Linked DNA regions of Sus scrofa: regions 1, 2, 3 and 5 are each linked to region 4. A link is a contact called in public Hi-C and promoter capture Hi-C data. All regions are on one chromosome and are shown on one strand. Each heading gives the region's core, a stretch centred on a gene start, on an enhancer-like site or on the middle of the called end of the contact. The rest is flanking DNA. Distances are from core to core; before and after follow the strand shown.

Region 1 (2,700 bases), core at 79-2,578, 380 kb before region 4:
CCTCCCAGCCAGGCGGCCTGTCCCCAGAGGCCCGGAGGGCTAGGCCTGCACCTGGCAGTCCAGCATCCAGGCAGGAAGGAGGGTCTCCTCAATGGCCCTTCAACTTTCTGGTCCCAGAACTTTCCCCTGACTTCCCCAAGCAGCCGTGCCCACCATCCAGCCACAAGTTCTGGTCTGAAGCCAGCAGGCCTCAGTTCAAATCCCACTTGCAGCCTTGTGACCAGGGGGCAAGCCACTTCCCCTCTCTGGGCACAGTTCAGATGGGCACAGTGACAACACAGAGCTAGCTCACAGCATGGATGTGAGTTTTAGCTGCCTTGAAGTCTGCCAGAGGCCTGGCAGGCAGTCAGCAACAGCTGAATACACGTGGGCCATTATTATCATTGAGTCTGACCCTAGACAGGCTCCAGCGAAGAAGCTGAGGCCCAGAGCACAGAGGAGCAAACAAGGACTGGCCCGAGGTCACCCTGCACCCCGGGGCGGAGCCCGAAGGCCCAACCCAAGCTCGGCACCGCCCAGCCTGGGCGCCTCAACCCACCCTCCCCCGCCCTCGCCGCCTCCAGGCCAAACATAGCGCCCCGCCCGGGTCTACGCCGGGGTCCAGGCAGCGCACTTGGCCCAGTGTCCCTGGTGTCCGTACCGGCGGGCGGCCGAGCGCGGGGCGCGGCGCGCTGGGGGTGGGCCGGGGCGCCTGCGGCGTGGCGAAGAGCAGCAGGTCGGGGTCGCGGGGGCCGGTGGCGGGCGCGGCGGGGCCGGCGGGGGCCGCTGGGGCGCTGGCGTCCTGCGCGGTGGAGATGATGACGATCTGCGAGGAGTCGAGCAGCCGCAGCGCGCCGGCCCCGAGCAGGGCCTCCAGCGCCGGCGCGCATGGGCCGCCCGCGGGGGCCACGGCCATGGCGCTCACGGCCCGCGCGGCCCGGGTGGCAGTCGGCGGCGGCGGCGCGGGCCCATGGCAGCAGGCCGAGGCGAGGGCTCGATCCCGCTCCGGATCCCGCTCCGCCCCCGGCCGCCGCTGCCTGCAAAGTCCCGGCCACTTTTACGCGCCAAATCCTTTTTGCCGCGAAAGAGCCACGAGCCGCCGAGCGCTGCGCCTATTGGCTGTCCTGGCTGTGACGGAGGCGACGGCGACGGCGCCCATTGGTTGCAGCGCGCCGGACCGGCGGCGGAGGGCGGGACGGGGCGGCGGCGCGAGGAAGCACCGCCAATCGCAGGATGGGGCGCGCGCAGGCTTTGTCGGGGCGGTGCCAGGCGCGTTCGCACTCCCCGCCCCTAGAGGGGACGGCCCTGTGTGGGGAGTGGTGGCCCCACCCCCTCTTCGACGCACCCCATCCTGTTGATACCCTTTAGTGGAGGCTTTTACAACAGAACGTGTGTTGTGCACAGATCGCTATCCACAGACCCCACGTGACCTCCCAGAACCCCCACCTGTGGGTGCTCCAACACCCTCAGGCCATAACTCTAGAAACTGCAAACGCAGTTTCTCTTTTCCAGGATCTCAAGCCCACCTACAAAACCCCAGCCACATCTTTCCTCAACTTGCCCCACCAATGCCATTTACTTTCAAATCCTGCGCCCACCTTATCCCTTCCACCCAGAGCACAAGCAGAAGGAGTTGCCAGAAAATGGAGAGGAATGTCTGACCCAGTACAGCTTGGGGCTTTTCTCCAAAGCCTCCTGTAGCTGGAATCGCTTCAACAACCAAAGCACAGCTTCTGCTTGAACTGATTCCTTCGTTCATTCAACAAACCTTTTTTTTTTTTTTTTTTTTTTTTTTTTGCTTTTTAGGGTACCCCCTGGAAGGTTCCCAGGCTGGGGGTCAAATCAGAGCTGTAGCTGCCAGCCAAGGCCACAGCCACAGCAACATCAGATCTGAGACCTGTCTGCCACCTACATCACTGCTCACCACAACGCTGGATCCTTAACCCACTGAGCAAGGCCAGGGATCGAACCCACAACCTCATGGTTCCTAGTCGGATTCATTTCCGCTGAGCCACTTTGGGAACCCCAACAAATGTTTTGAGAGTCTGCTCTGTGCCCCCTTCTTGACTCCTGGCCCTAAGGATCTAACAGTTTAGTGAAAGGGGCTGGAGGGAAACTGAGGTAACAAATGTTTACATATGACACAGATTTCAACTATTAAGGTAATTCCATGTTAGATTTTACAAAGGGAGGAGGTGAGTGTGCTGAGCAACCAGAGGCCACAGGACCTCCCCATCAGCCACTTCTCATTGCTCAGTTCAGCTGATTTGAGTTATATTGTCCTCTCCTCTGTGCCAGGCTTTGTGCCAGCGCTGAGGGCAGATATGTGAAAGGCTTGATAATTTCTATGAACTTGCCTGCCATCTGGTGGGGATGGGCCCATCAAAAAAAAAGTAGCTGGAGTTTCCTCTGTGGCACAATGGGATCGGTGTCATCTCTGTAGTGCCAGGATGTAGATTCTATTCCCAGCCTGGCACAGTGGATTAAAGGATCGGACTTACCACAGCTGTGGTGTAGGTTGCAACTGTGGCTCAGATCTGATTCCTGGCCTGGAACTCCATATGCCTCAGGGTGGCCAAAAGTGAAACAAACAATAAAAGGTAGCTAAGATGCAATCAAGAATGAGATCCCTTACGGATGTGATAAATTCATTGAGTAATAAAAAAATAAGATTTAGTACTAAAAATAATAATAATAATAATAAAGAATGAGATCCCTAGG
Region 2 (2,700 bases), core at 11-2,510, 350 kb before region 4:
CAGAACAGGACGTGGAGTTCACAGTAGAAATGGGCCTTTAGTCAGAGGATCTTCGAGGCAATTTATCAGGAACAGGAGCTTGCAGTGTTCTACAATGACAGTGGAGTTTTAACTTTTTTTTTTTTAATTTTAGGAGTTATCTATTTAGAAACTGAAGATGTGGTTTTTTGATTATTGCTTTGAATGAGGCTAAAACATGTATTTAAGAAAAAAGAATGAGATGTTTAGAGTCAAATCCATGGTAGTCCAGTTGTAGGAGGATATGGCCATGCCCATGGGAGAGATTGTCATTGCTGGCACAGCTACCCCCATGCACACCTCAACACTTCTTTGTGGCCCAAGTGTACATACTTTGAAACTACATCACAACTTGTCCTGACCTAATTTTCAAAACGTAATGTCTATTTGCTTCCCCCCACTCCTAACTCCATGGAAAAGGACCACTGTACTCCTGGAGTTACTATAGGACTTAGTAGGTCCTCAATGAGGAGCTGATGAAGCATAAAAAAAGATGATGGGGGATCCAAATGAGGGGCAGGAGGATTTTTGGGAGACCTGGATGGGCTTTCTCTGAGGCTGGCCAGAGTGGTGCTGAGGTGGGCATTGGGAGTTTATGTAACAGAAATAGGGTTTCCAAGAAGCAGGGGAGAAAGTCCGTGTATAGAGGGAATGAAGGTTCCCAAAAGGCGGAAATGGAGGTTTCTGTAACGGAAATCTCTTGAAGTGACAGGGGATTAAGACCAGGCAGAGATGGGGGTCATGTGAGGAGAAGTTGGTGGCTTCCAATAGTTAGAGATGGTCACTGAGGGAGGAGGGAATGAGAAGCCTATGATAAGGGATGGGAATCCGTGTTACACAGCTGGAGCAGGAGTCCTGTATTAAAGTGGAGATGGGGGCGTTGGTGAGATGCGTAAGATGGGAATGGGGTTGGTTTGCACAGGCGAGGGTTCTGTGTGCGGTGCAAATATTCGGTCCGTGTCGCAGAGTTGGGGAGGGTCTCACGCAGCAGGACGGAGGTCTGTATCACAGAGTTGAGGGTCACGTCCGGTGTTGTGGGGCTGGAGGTCCAGAAAACTGGGAGGTCCCTGTGTACAGCAGGGATGGGGTCGATGTGCAGAGTCGGGGGTTCAAGTGAGGCAGGGATGGGGTCAATGGGCGCCGGTGGCTGGGTCATTTAGGCGGGACTGGGGTAGCCCCAGGATGGTGGGGGTCCTGTGAGGCCATTACTGGCTTTCCCAATTGGGGTGCCCGAGTTTCAGCGGCGGCTCCCGGGCGCCCCCTGGCGGCCCCGTTCTCGCCGCCGCCGCCTCGGCTCCCACAATGCTCGCGCAGCCGGGCTTCGGGCTCTGGTGGCAGCGGCAGCTCCAAGATGGCGCAGACGATCTTCGAGGCCCTGGAGGGTGAGCCGCGGCGAGGCCGGGGGAGGCGGCTGTTCCGAATTGCGCCCCCTCCCGCCGCGCCCTCGCAGCGCCGGGCCCAGGGCGCGTGGCGGCCGCGGGGCGGAGGGCGCCAGGGCCGGAAGAGCAGCGGGGCGGGAGGGGCACGAATGGGAACAGCCGCGGGAGCCGAGGGCCGGCGGGGGTAGGGGCCAGCGGGGCCGGAACAGCAGCCGAGTTGAGGCGCAGCGGTGATGGGGGGGGCGCCTCAGGATCGGAACAGCCGCGGGAGCTGAAGCCCGACGGGGAGGGGCAACGGGACAGTAACAGCGGGGGAGAGAAGGCCCTGGGGTGGGGGGGAAGCACTGGGACCGGAACAGCCGGAGAAGGCTGGCGCAGCGCGGGGGGGAAGGCGGTCTCGGGCCGGAACAGCGGCAGCCTCCCGGGCCTCGGGCTGTTGCCGGGGTGGGGGTAGAGAAGGCTTCCTGGAGGGAGCAGCTGCGGGGAGGAAGAAGCCCCGCCGGGTCTGGAACCGGGGGAGGCTGCGCTGCTGAAGGGAGGCCTGGGAATGGCTGCCCCCAGAGGGACGGTGGTACAGAAGCGGTGCGGGGTTGGAGGGGCCGGGCCAGGTGTCCTGGCCGTGAAGAACTTGTATTGAGCGCCAACTGTGTGGTTTGGGCTCAGACATAGTGTCCAATTCAGAAGGAAAGGATCAGCGCCACCTTTGTGCAAGGTTGGCCTCGGTGCTCACCGACAGAAACCAGCAAACTCTGGGTACCTACTTTGTGGACCATTTCGGCGTGCAGAGTTTTATAAACTCAGAGCAAGAAAGGATGGATGCCAACATTGTGGTTGCTCTGGGAATTGTGAGCTTTGGAGACAGGAAGACACTGAGAGTGTCCTTGTGTGCCTTCTGGGAGTTGGAGAGGAAGCCTCTTCGGATCCAGGGCCATGGCCAGCTTGATGCTGGGGGGCCACAGACTCAAGAATGTTTTTGGAGGCATGAGATATGTATACACAGAGGTAGTGCAGGTACCGAAAATAGGCTAGACTGGTGGTATGTGGCTGAGGCTTTGAGTCCTGCACTGGCCAGGTCTCAGTCTTGTCTCTACTTGGAGGATCAGAGTTCTCAGCATGAAATGTGTATTCCTGCCCCCATCTGGAAAGCTTGAGCTTCAGGGAGGTGAGGCACAGAGAGAAATTATAGAATTAGAGTTTACCAAATTATAGGAGTTTCCGCTGTGGAGCAATGGGATTAGCAGTGTTTTGGGAGCACTGGGACACAGGTTCGATCCCTGGCCGGGCATAGCACAGTGGCTTAAGG
Region 3 (2,725 bases), core at 85-2,584, 350 kb after region 4:
TCTTTTTGTCTTTTTCCCATTTTCTTGGGCCGCTCTCGCGGCATATGGAGGTTCCCAGGCTAGGGGTCCAATTGGAGCTGTAACCACCAGCCTATGCCAGAGCCACAACAACGATGGATCCGAGCCGCGTCTGCAACCTACACCACAGCTCATGGCAACGCTGGATTGTTAACCCACTGAGCAACCTCATGGTTCCTAGTCGGATTCGTTAACCACTGCGCCACGACGGGAACTCCAGTTCTTTTTGTGTGTGTGTGTGTGTGACTTTGACATTTTTTGAAGAGTATTGGTTGGGTACCTTATAGAGTCCCTCAAGTTTGGTTTAATGTTTTCTCATGGTTAAGGCCATGGATTTTTGTGAAAAACACCACAGATGTAAAGTGCCCTTTGCAAGATTATCAGAGGGCACATATTAGTATATCCCATAACCAGTTATGTTAACCTTGATCCTCTGGTTATGATGGTGTCTCCCAAGTTTCTTCACCATAAAGTCACTATTCAATCTTCTTAACATGCAGACGCCCCTGGAAGGAAAACCAAATCCTTACTCAACTGAACGAGGCGACAGTGGAATGAAAGTTTGGAGCTTGAATTCAGCAAGCTCCAGTGCCTCCAAGAAACTTTAAGCTGAGGCTACAGGAGATAGAGTGGGTGTAAGCCCAGTAACATAGCACAAGGTTCACTAAATGGCAGTTGTCTTAGCAAATTATTTCCTGCTAGAGAACCCAGAATTTTTTTGTGTGGAAAACTTAACATAGGGCTCTAGGAAGAAGGGTCCCCCTTTTAAAGGTGAGCAAATGAGGGACTACAGAAATTTGAAGTGGCTTCTCTAAGGCAACACAAGGGCGGCCCTGAGCTAGAGGTTCTAAGACTAAAAGACTCCCAGGCTAGCCCCGACCACTTTACCTCAGTGCCCTCATGGAATCCGGGGGAGTCGCTCACGAGACCCTATGGATTCTTGGCTCCAGTTCGAATTTCGGACTTTTTAGCGCATTTTGGCTCGGAGCCTCGCCTTGCCTCAATTCGGGAGCAAAGTGGATATCAGCAACACCCACTCCTTCAGAGTCTCTCCCCACCCTACACCCAGGACCTCCAGAGCTAGCTCAGGCCTCGGTTAAGTGTTGAAAGCCTCTTCCAACAAAGCCAACTTGCCTCTTTTCGGCATAGCTGGAGCTGGGAATTTTCCATAGCTGGATTGCTACTTTGCTGTTCGCGGACAGCACTGGGCCAATTCCCCAGGATCCGCCTACCCGCCTGCTGGCTCCTGATAGGCTACCGAGCCTGTCCGCTTTGACAGGAGCTGTGCGCAGGCGCAGAGAAGCTCCGGGACTGGGCTGAAGGCCGGCGACGAGGAGCTACAGGATCGGTCCGAGATGGTGAGTATCTGCTGGGAGCTTGTGGCCAGCGGCCGGGAGGTGGCCAACCACGACCTCCCACCACCCTCAGCCCAGAGGTCCATCCTCCCGGGCGGCATCCGCGGGGCTGGGCGCGCCGGACCGAAGCAGTCTGGAGGGCGGAACCGGGGCGGCGCGGGCCTCCTGACTCGGACCGAGGGGGCCGAGGCGGGGCCACCGGATCCAGTGGTCCCTTGACCGGAAGTAGTTGCTGGTGCCACGGGGAAGGATTGACGGAGCTGGGCACACGGGCCCCTGCATCCTAGCAACCTTGGCCTTGTTGAGCTATAACAACAATAGTGATTATATTTTCTAGAAACTTAATTCGTGCCAGACACTGCTATACGCTTTACATACCCTGGCCTGCCTCCTCACCGTAGCTCTGTGAAGTAGGTACGACCATTATCCCTGTATTACACACTCGGGATGTAAAACCCGGTGAAACTAAGTGCCCTGCCCCAGTAAATGACGGAGATGGACTTGAACCCTAGACACTTGACTGCTGCCTTTCTGTGTGATTCTTTCGAGCCGTTGAGAAATGGTGCATGAGTCAGAAACGAGCGGGATCCACCCTTGTGGTTCCTGCCTTGCTGACTGGAACTGTGGGCTCTTTATGCCTTTACAGGTTTGGTTTCTTGTGTTTTTAATCCTCCCAACTTGTAAAAAACAAAACAAAACAAAAAAAACAACAACTTGGAAAGAGCTTTTGAACGTTAAACCATGTGAATGGTTTTAAAAAATCGTATTTAAGAATTTAAAGCCTAAAAGAAAAATTGAAAGGGAATAAGAAACAGTACCATACCTGGAGGTAACGACTTATAATTAGGCAGATTACTTGTTTTGTTTTCGTCAGTTTTTGCTTTATATAGTTTAGCTGTATGTAGAATAGATACAGCTATTTATAGTTTATAGTTAGCTAGTTTATAGACTAGATGAGGTAACTTTATCATTCATATCACTTTTTAAACTGTAAAAGAAATTGACTTTTAGCAGATAATAACTGCACACAGTAAAAACAAAAAAGCATCTGAAAGGATCTAAGTGAAAATAAATCTTCCACCAAACCTTGATACCCAGCTTCAATCTCCTTTAGAAACATTAGTTCCTTTTATATGTATACCAGCATGTATATATGTCCTGTCTTTTTCTTACACTAATAGTAGCTTCCTGCAACTTCTACCATGCTATTGTGTGCTTCTACTCATGAAAGCAAAATATATTTAGATGCACATTTCAACAAATTGAAGCAGTACCAAAGTTTGTAACGTAGAAAGTATATGTAGTTCCCACCTCACTCCTCTCTGGTAATGACAGTTGGGTGTGTTTCTTTC
Region 4 (2,700 bases), core at 72-2,571:
TGAGATTGGAATTTCCCCCCACCTCCGAACAAGATCCAAATTCCTTAATTTGGTCTTCAAATCTCTCTATGAACTAGCCAGTATCTATATTTCAACGGATTAACTCTAACCCAATTGGAGAATACACTATATTTTGTAAGCACACTTACTTGCCCTAACCACTCCCTTGCCCTGGCTTCAGGCCTTCCCACTACTTGAGGAAATTTAAAGCATTTCCAAGGCCCACCTTAAAGCCAAAACTCAAAAAAGCCTCGAATTTTTCTTTTTCCTTCTCTACAACGCCTTAGAGGCCAAGCACTCGGAATGTTTACAGTGAATTATAAACTCAAGAGATTTTTTTTTTTTTTTGGTGGAGAAAGCTGGCCGGTAAGCGGTAGCTCTTCCCTCAGTGTTAATAACTACGGATAGCACTTAAAGTCAAATTTCACTTTAAGTCTGGTTTTATATAAACCGAGATAAATCTAGCCAAAAGGGATTTGAGGAAATGTGCTGAGTTACAAGGACGATAGTAGAAAAAGATCCAGGCAGCTTCGGAGCCCGAACTTCCCGCTGACGTCGCAGTGAGCTCTGCTGAGAAAGGCTCAGGGACTCAGGCCCTAAAACTTTCCGAGGTTAATCACTTTTTCAGGCTGAAAGATCTTTTCCTATCTCCCTCGCTTCCCGGTCTTTAAAAAGAAAAGTTATTAATAACGCTCTAGATGAGAAAAGGAGTGGATGAGGGGTAGGACAAGCCAGGCTGCAAAGTTTTAAACGAAGACGCTCCGAGACGTTCCTCTCGGCACCACCAGCGCCCAGCGAGGGAGAGCTGGAGCTGAAGCGTCAAACCGAAAGAAATGCTGGGGCTGCCAGTCCCAGTCTCGTTCAGCTGGGGCATTAACCCAACATTCAAGCCCTCTTCTGGAGAGCGACTCAACGTGCTCTCCAATCCGGAAACGCCGGCCTCAGCGCCGCCGCCCTGACGAGAGCGGGGCTAAGCCAAGCCGCGGCTCCGGGGCTCTAACCGGCTCTACCGCTCAGGGTCGCCTAGGCCCGGCAGCCCCACATGGCGGCGGCCGGTCGCTAGGCCGCAGGCCCGGTCTCCCACACTGGGGTGAGTTTGGCTCCCTGCCTCGGTCCTTAGCCCTAGCGCCAGCCTCAGGCCCTCACCTCGTCCCCGGACATGGCTGCGGCTCGAGTGGGCTCAACACAGACGGAAAGTCGGACGGGTCAGCCTCAGACCCCGGCTTCAGAGCTGCTCCTGCCGATACCTCTCTCACCACCGCACTAGGATCTTGCATCAGCGAAAGGGAACGACACCCCGCCCTCTCCTCGCAAGCGTTAGAAATGCGCCTGCGCAGAGCCCGCCAACGCGCAGGCGCGCGGAGAAGCCGACCTAATTCGCTCCGACTGGCGCGAGTTACCAGGCGACGTTCCAGCGCCAGGCAAGCCGGGACTTGTAGTCCGCCCGGGAGAGGAGGGCGCCTGCGCGGCGGCCGCCCAGCGACCCGTGCGCGTGCGCGACGTCTGAGGCAGCGGGGCAGGAAGGTTCCATTTCCCCGGTAGTGACTTTTACTTCAGTTTTTCCAGGCGTACGGAACTGTGCAGTTCTGCCTTGCTTGTGGAGTGAATTCGGGGCAGTTCCTCCTGGGTCAGGGTGGTGGGTAAGGCACTCAGTAATATGAATTTGTTGGGGCTTTAGTTTTCTCTGATAGCTCCATCATGCCCCCTCTGGAGTGTTCTAGTCTTTGAGAAACTCTAAGTTGGGGCTAAAGGTGCGCACCTCTCTAAGGGGTTGTACTTCATGAGAAATCTAACCCAACAGGCTGGATTTCAGCTTGGGAGGTCGGAAACCAAAAGCCTTCTCCCTGTAGACGGGAGAGGAGAAACGGCTTGGCAAGAGGCATATGTCAGGAAACATCAAAATCCTTGTTTGTGAAGTCTCTGCTTGAACCCTGTGGATGCAGTTCCCCTTGACACATAATAATAGCAGTTACCCTTCAGCAGGCTCTCACTGTTGTCAGTGCCCTACAGCCAAAGACCACGGAGAACACCCCTGAATTTGAACAAAGCTGGGCCTTTTGTCTTCTTGCAAGGAGGGGAGGCACACCATGAGGCACAGAGGGGCATCTCAGGAAGAGGGTGCTAGAAAGAATTCATAGGAGTTCTTTTGGAGGGGCTTTTGTAGGTAATTTGGGGGAGGGTACAAGGAAGCAGCCCTTCTCTCTGGATTGGATGCTATTAGGAGATGGTGGTATTTCTATGACGGGGTATTTTTTTTCTATTTATGGCCACCCTTGTGGCATATGGAAGTTCCCAGGCTAGGGGTTTAATCAGAGCTGCAGCTGCCGGCCTACACCACAGCCACAGCAACGCAGGATCCGAACCAAGTTTGTGACCTACACCCCACCTTACAGCAACACCAGATCTTTAACTCACGAGCGAGTCAGGGATTAACCCGCATCCTCATGGATGCTAGTTGGGTTCGTTAACCACTGAGCCATGACGTGAACTCCAAGGATGGGGTGTTTTAATAGTTCTTATCTAAAAGTGGAGAAGAACCAAGAGTGGCTAAAGCTATGATTGGTTTAAAAGGAGCAGCCCCTCTTATGGTTGGGACAATGTTATTTTTTGTTTGTGTTCAGACATGCTTATAGAGTGGTGTTGGTTTTGTCTTGATCCATCATGGTCACAGAGTGGTTTTGTCTGATATTGGTGTCTTGT
Region 5 (2,729 bases), core at 59-2,558, 280 kb before region 4:
AGAGTCCAGGAAGGAATAAAAAAGAAGCCATGATTTTCTTCATTGAAGAGCACTTCACATCGTCACTCAGAACAGGTTTACTTTTTGTTTTCATACAAGACTAACATATGCAAAAGATTGGAAGTGGCAAATTAGATTGGTGGGCTTGGGGGAAGTATTGGCTATTACAGCCTCATTGCTAATGGATGGAGAAGTGATTCTTGACAGCAATAGACAAGGAAAAACAATGTCGTGTAATGCAGCTACATACACATGAAAATCCTAAATACCTCTGCTACTTTTGAAAATTCTGGAGTTCCTGTCGTGACTCAGCAGAAACGAATCTGACTAGTATCCATGAGGACGCGGGTCTGATCCCTGGCCTCACTCAGTGGGTTAAGGATCTAGCGTTGCCTCGAGCTGTGGTGTAGGTCGCAGACATGGCTGGGACCTGGCATTGCTGTGGCTGTGGTTTAGGCTGGCAGCTGCTGCTCCGAATCTACCACTAGCCTAGGAACCTACATGTGCCTCGGGTGAGGCCCTAGAAAGACAAAAAAAGACAAAAAAAAAAAAAAAAAAAAAAAAAAAAAAAAAGAAAAAAAGAAAGTTTTGAGTCTTCTCCTGGTTTAATTGCTGTTGTGCATAATGATGACCCAGGCCTATGCCAAATAAGCACTTGACATTCCTATCTCACACAGGCTTGTAGGTGGTCCTGTTGTTATCTCCAGTTTACAGTTTTGAAAAGGCAAGTACGGAGAATAGGGCAAGTAACGCGCCTAAGTAAGTATTCAAGGTGAGTTTTGAACATTTGCAGTCTAGCTTTGCCTTAAGCCTCTACTAGGTTTCGAAGAACCTGTTAGGTGAATAAAGAGTAGAAAGGCACTGCAGGTAGAGGAACAGCATATGCGAAGATACGTCTAAGTTAAGCTAATCAGTCCCTCAATTTCTGAGTCTTGGTTACTCACCTACAAAATTAACAGTATTATCTCTCATAGGCGTGTGAGAATTTAATGTAATAATGAATGTAAAGCATTTTTCACAATGCCTGGATCACAGAATGTGCATAACGTTAATTACTGTTTTATAAACTACTCATTTCCTGTTCTACCTCTACAGAGCTGGTTCCAAGAAGACTACATTTCCCAGCATGCCATCTCGCCCTTTGACTCTAGCTAGACCAAAAAAATGCGTCGTAGAGCTCCTGAAGCCGGAAGACTACAGTCTCCCAGCATGCAGCGCACCTCCTTCCATTAAATTTGAGGCATGGCCCGCGCGTTGCCCTTCGGGAGTTGTAGTCCACGGCGTGTTTCCCTGACGCCGGCCGGGCCGGGCGTGGGGGCCTGTGGGAGGTGGCTCGGCCGGGCCCAGCTGCGGGGCGGAGGTGGCGAAGAGGCCTGCGGCGGCAGGGAGCAGCAGGGCTGGGAGCAGGCGCCGGAACCGAGCCGAGCCGAGCCGAAGCGGGCGGCGCAGGCCGGCGCGGCGAGCAGCAACCATGTCGGTGTTTGGGAAGCTGTTCGGGGCTGGAGGGGGTAAGGCCGGCAAGGGCGGCCCGACCCCCCAGGAGGCCATCCAGAGACTGCGGGACACAGAGGAGATGCTAAGTAAGAAACAGGAATTCCTGGAGAAGAAGATCGAACAGGAACTGACGGCCGCCAAGAAGCACGGCACTAAAAACAAGCGCGGTGAGTTGGCCCGGCCCCCTCAGACTTCCCTGGCCTGGACTCCACCTTCGCCAGACTCGCGCTAGTGTTTGCTCGGATCCTGGACCTCTTACCCGGTCAGACTCCCTTCAGTGTCGCCCCCTGGACTTCTTCATTAGACTGTCATTCCAGCCCTCTTCTCCCAGGCTCTCCCCACTCTGCCAGGCCCTTTCAGACCCTCGTTTCACAGCACTTCCTTCGTCCTCACTCTGTTCCTTTCTCCTCCACATTTCCCCCTCCCTCTGGTCTGTCCTCACCCAGCTTCCCAGATACTGCCGCCGCCTCCTTCTTGTCTCCTTTCTGCCCTCCATTCTAACACTTGTGTCCTTCCTGTCCCACTCCTACCCTCTGCCAACCCCTCTGGGGAATCCATGAGCTGTCCCTGGCCTCTCTCCCCATCCCCCTGACTCAGAATTCTCCTTTAGAAGCCTCCTGAATGGAGAGAAAAAGGAACTGGGAGGAGAGGAGGTCCCCTGTTCACTTGCTGAATGAACTTGAGCAAGTTACTTTTCCTCTTGAGGTTCATTTCTCCCATCCATCAGCCAGGGTTTGACCTCCATGGGGCCTAAAGTGCCTTCCAGCTCTGTGATTCACCTCTGGTTTCCTCATAACCAGGTTTTATCAGAGTTTCACGTAGCGCAAGCCTTCACGCGGTGACTCACGGCTTCCTGATCCCGGTGTACCAGAAATAAGGATTCCATTCCTCCGTTGGCCCCGACTCCTCCCCCAGTCCCTACTTCTGTGATTGAGGGCGGGGATAAGGAACTCTGAGGCACTTCCTGTTGTATGGCTTTCTGGGCAAGTGCTTTGTATTCTTAGGTGAAAAAGTGTTAATAACGATAAAGCAGTTTAGAAATATTTGATTTTTCTCGTTGTTACGGCAATGTGAGAGTGAACCATAACATGACAACCCTCCCCCTGAGGAGGGGGAAAGTGAGAGGGGTTTAGGAGCTATACAAACAAGTAGGTAACTCAGAAGTCTGCAAGTTACAGGCTGTGTGACCTTGAGGTAGTGAATTTACCCTCGAAAGGAAAATCATGGATTTACAG

What was found. Promoter capture Hi-C pulls out the DNA fragments that hold promoters and counts their contacts. Hi-C and Micro-C count contacts between places; a contact is called where the count stands out from the background.
Region 1: a contact with region 4 is called in a promoter capture Hi-C map of fetal liver, with 4 times the contacts expected there. The contact joins the promoter of E2F1 here to the promoter of EIF2S2 in region 4. A contact is called at or near these places in 1 of 5 promoter capture datasets (fetal liver) and 1 of 2 datasets of contacts at active chromatin or transcription factors (alveolar macrophages).
Region 2: a contact with region 4 is called in a Hi-C map of liver, with 4 times the contacts expected there. The contact joins the promoter of ZNF341 here to the promoter of EIF2S2 in region 4. A contact is called at or near these places in 4 of 47 Hi-C or Micro-C datasets (heart right ventricle, liver and skeletal muscle) and 1 of 2 datasets of contacts at active chromatin or transcription factors (alveolar macrophages).
Region 3: a Hi-C map of skeletal muscle shows a contact between it and region 4, with 4 times the contacts expected there. The contact joins the promoter of DYNLRB1 here to the promoter of EIF2S2 in region 4. A contact is called at or near these places in 1 of 47 Hi-C or Micro-C datasets (skeletal muscle) and 1 of 2 datasets of contacts at active chromatin or transcription factors (alveolar macrophages).
Region 5: a promoter capture Hi-C map of liver shows a contact between it and region 4, with 5 times the contacts expected there. The contact joins the promoter of CHMP4B here to the promoter of EIF2S2 in region 4. A contact is called at or near these places in 3 of 5 promoter capture datasets (fetal liver, fetal skeletal muscle and liver), 7 of 47 Hi-C or Micro-C datasets (embryonic fibroblasts, heart right ventricle, liver and 1 more) and 1 of 2 datasets of contacts at active chromatin or transcription factors (alveolar macrophages).

The regions. Positions count from the first base shown.
Region 1 is chr17:37,188,790-37,191,489 of Sscrofa11.1, forward strand. It overlaps E2F1 (transcription factor E2F1), which reads right to left and starts at 1,329. Exons shown (of 9, transcript XM_021077692.1): 1 at 1,325-1,329; 2 at 1,158-1,269; 3 at 641-1,033. The coding sequence starts at 1,329.
Region 2 is chr17:37,222,699-37,225,398 of Sscrofa11.1, forward strand. ZNF341 (zinc finger protein 341) reads left to right here and starts at 1,261. Exons shown (of 16, transcript XR_002339879.1): 1 at 1,261-1,400.
Region 3 is chr17:37,922,138-37,924,862 of Sscrofa11.1, forward strand. It overlaps DYNLRB1 (dynein light chain roadblock-type 1), which reads left to right and starts at 1,335. Exons shown (of 4, transcript NM_001190180.1): 1 at 1,335-1,376. The coding sequence starts at 1,374.
Region 4 is chr17:37,568,948-37,571,647 of Sscrofa11.1, forward strand. It overlaps EIF2S2 (eukaryotic translation initiation factor 2 subunit 2), which reads right to left and starts at 1,322. Exons shown (of 9, transcript XM_001929150.6): 1 at 1,147-1,322. The coding sequence starts at 1,161. It also overlaps a transcript of ASIP not described here.
Region 5 is chr17:37,284,114-37,286,842 of Sscrofa11.1, forward strand. CHMP4B (charged multivesicular body protein 4b) reads left to right here and starts at 1,309. Exons shown (of 5, transcript XM_003134402.6): 1 at 1,309-1,661. The coding sequence starts at 1,472.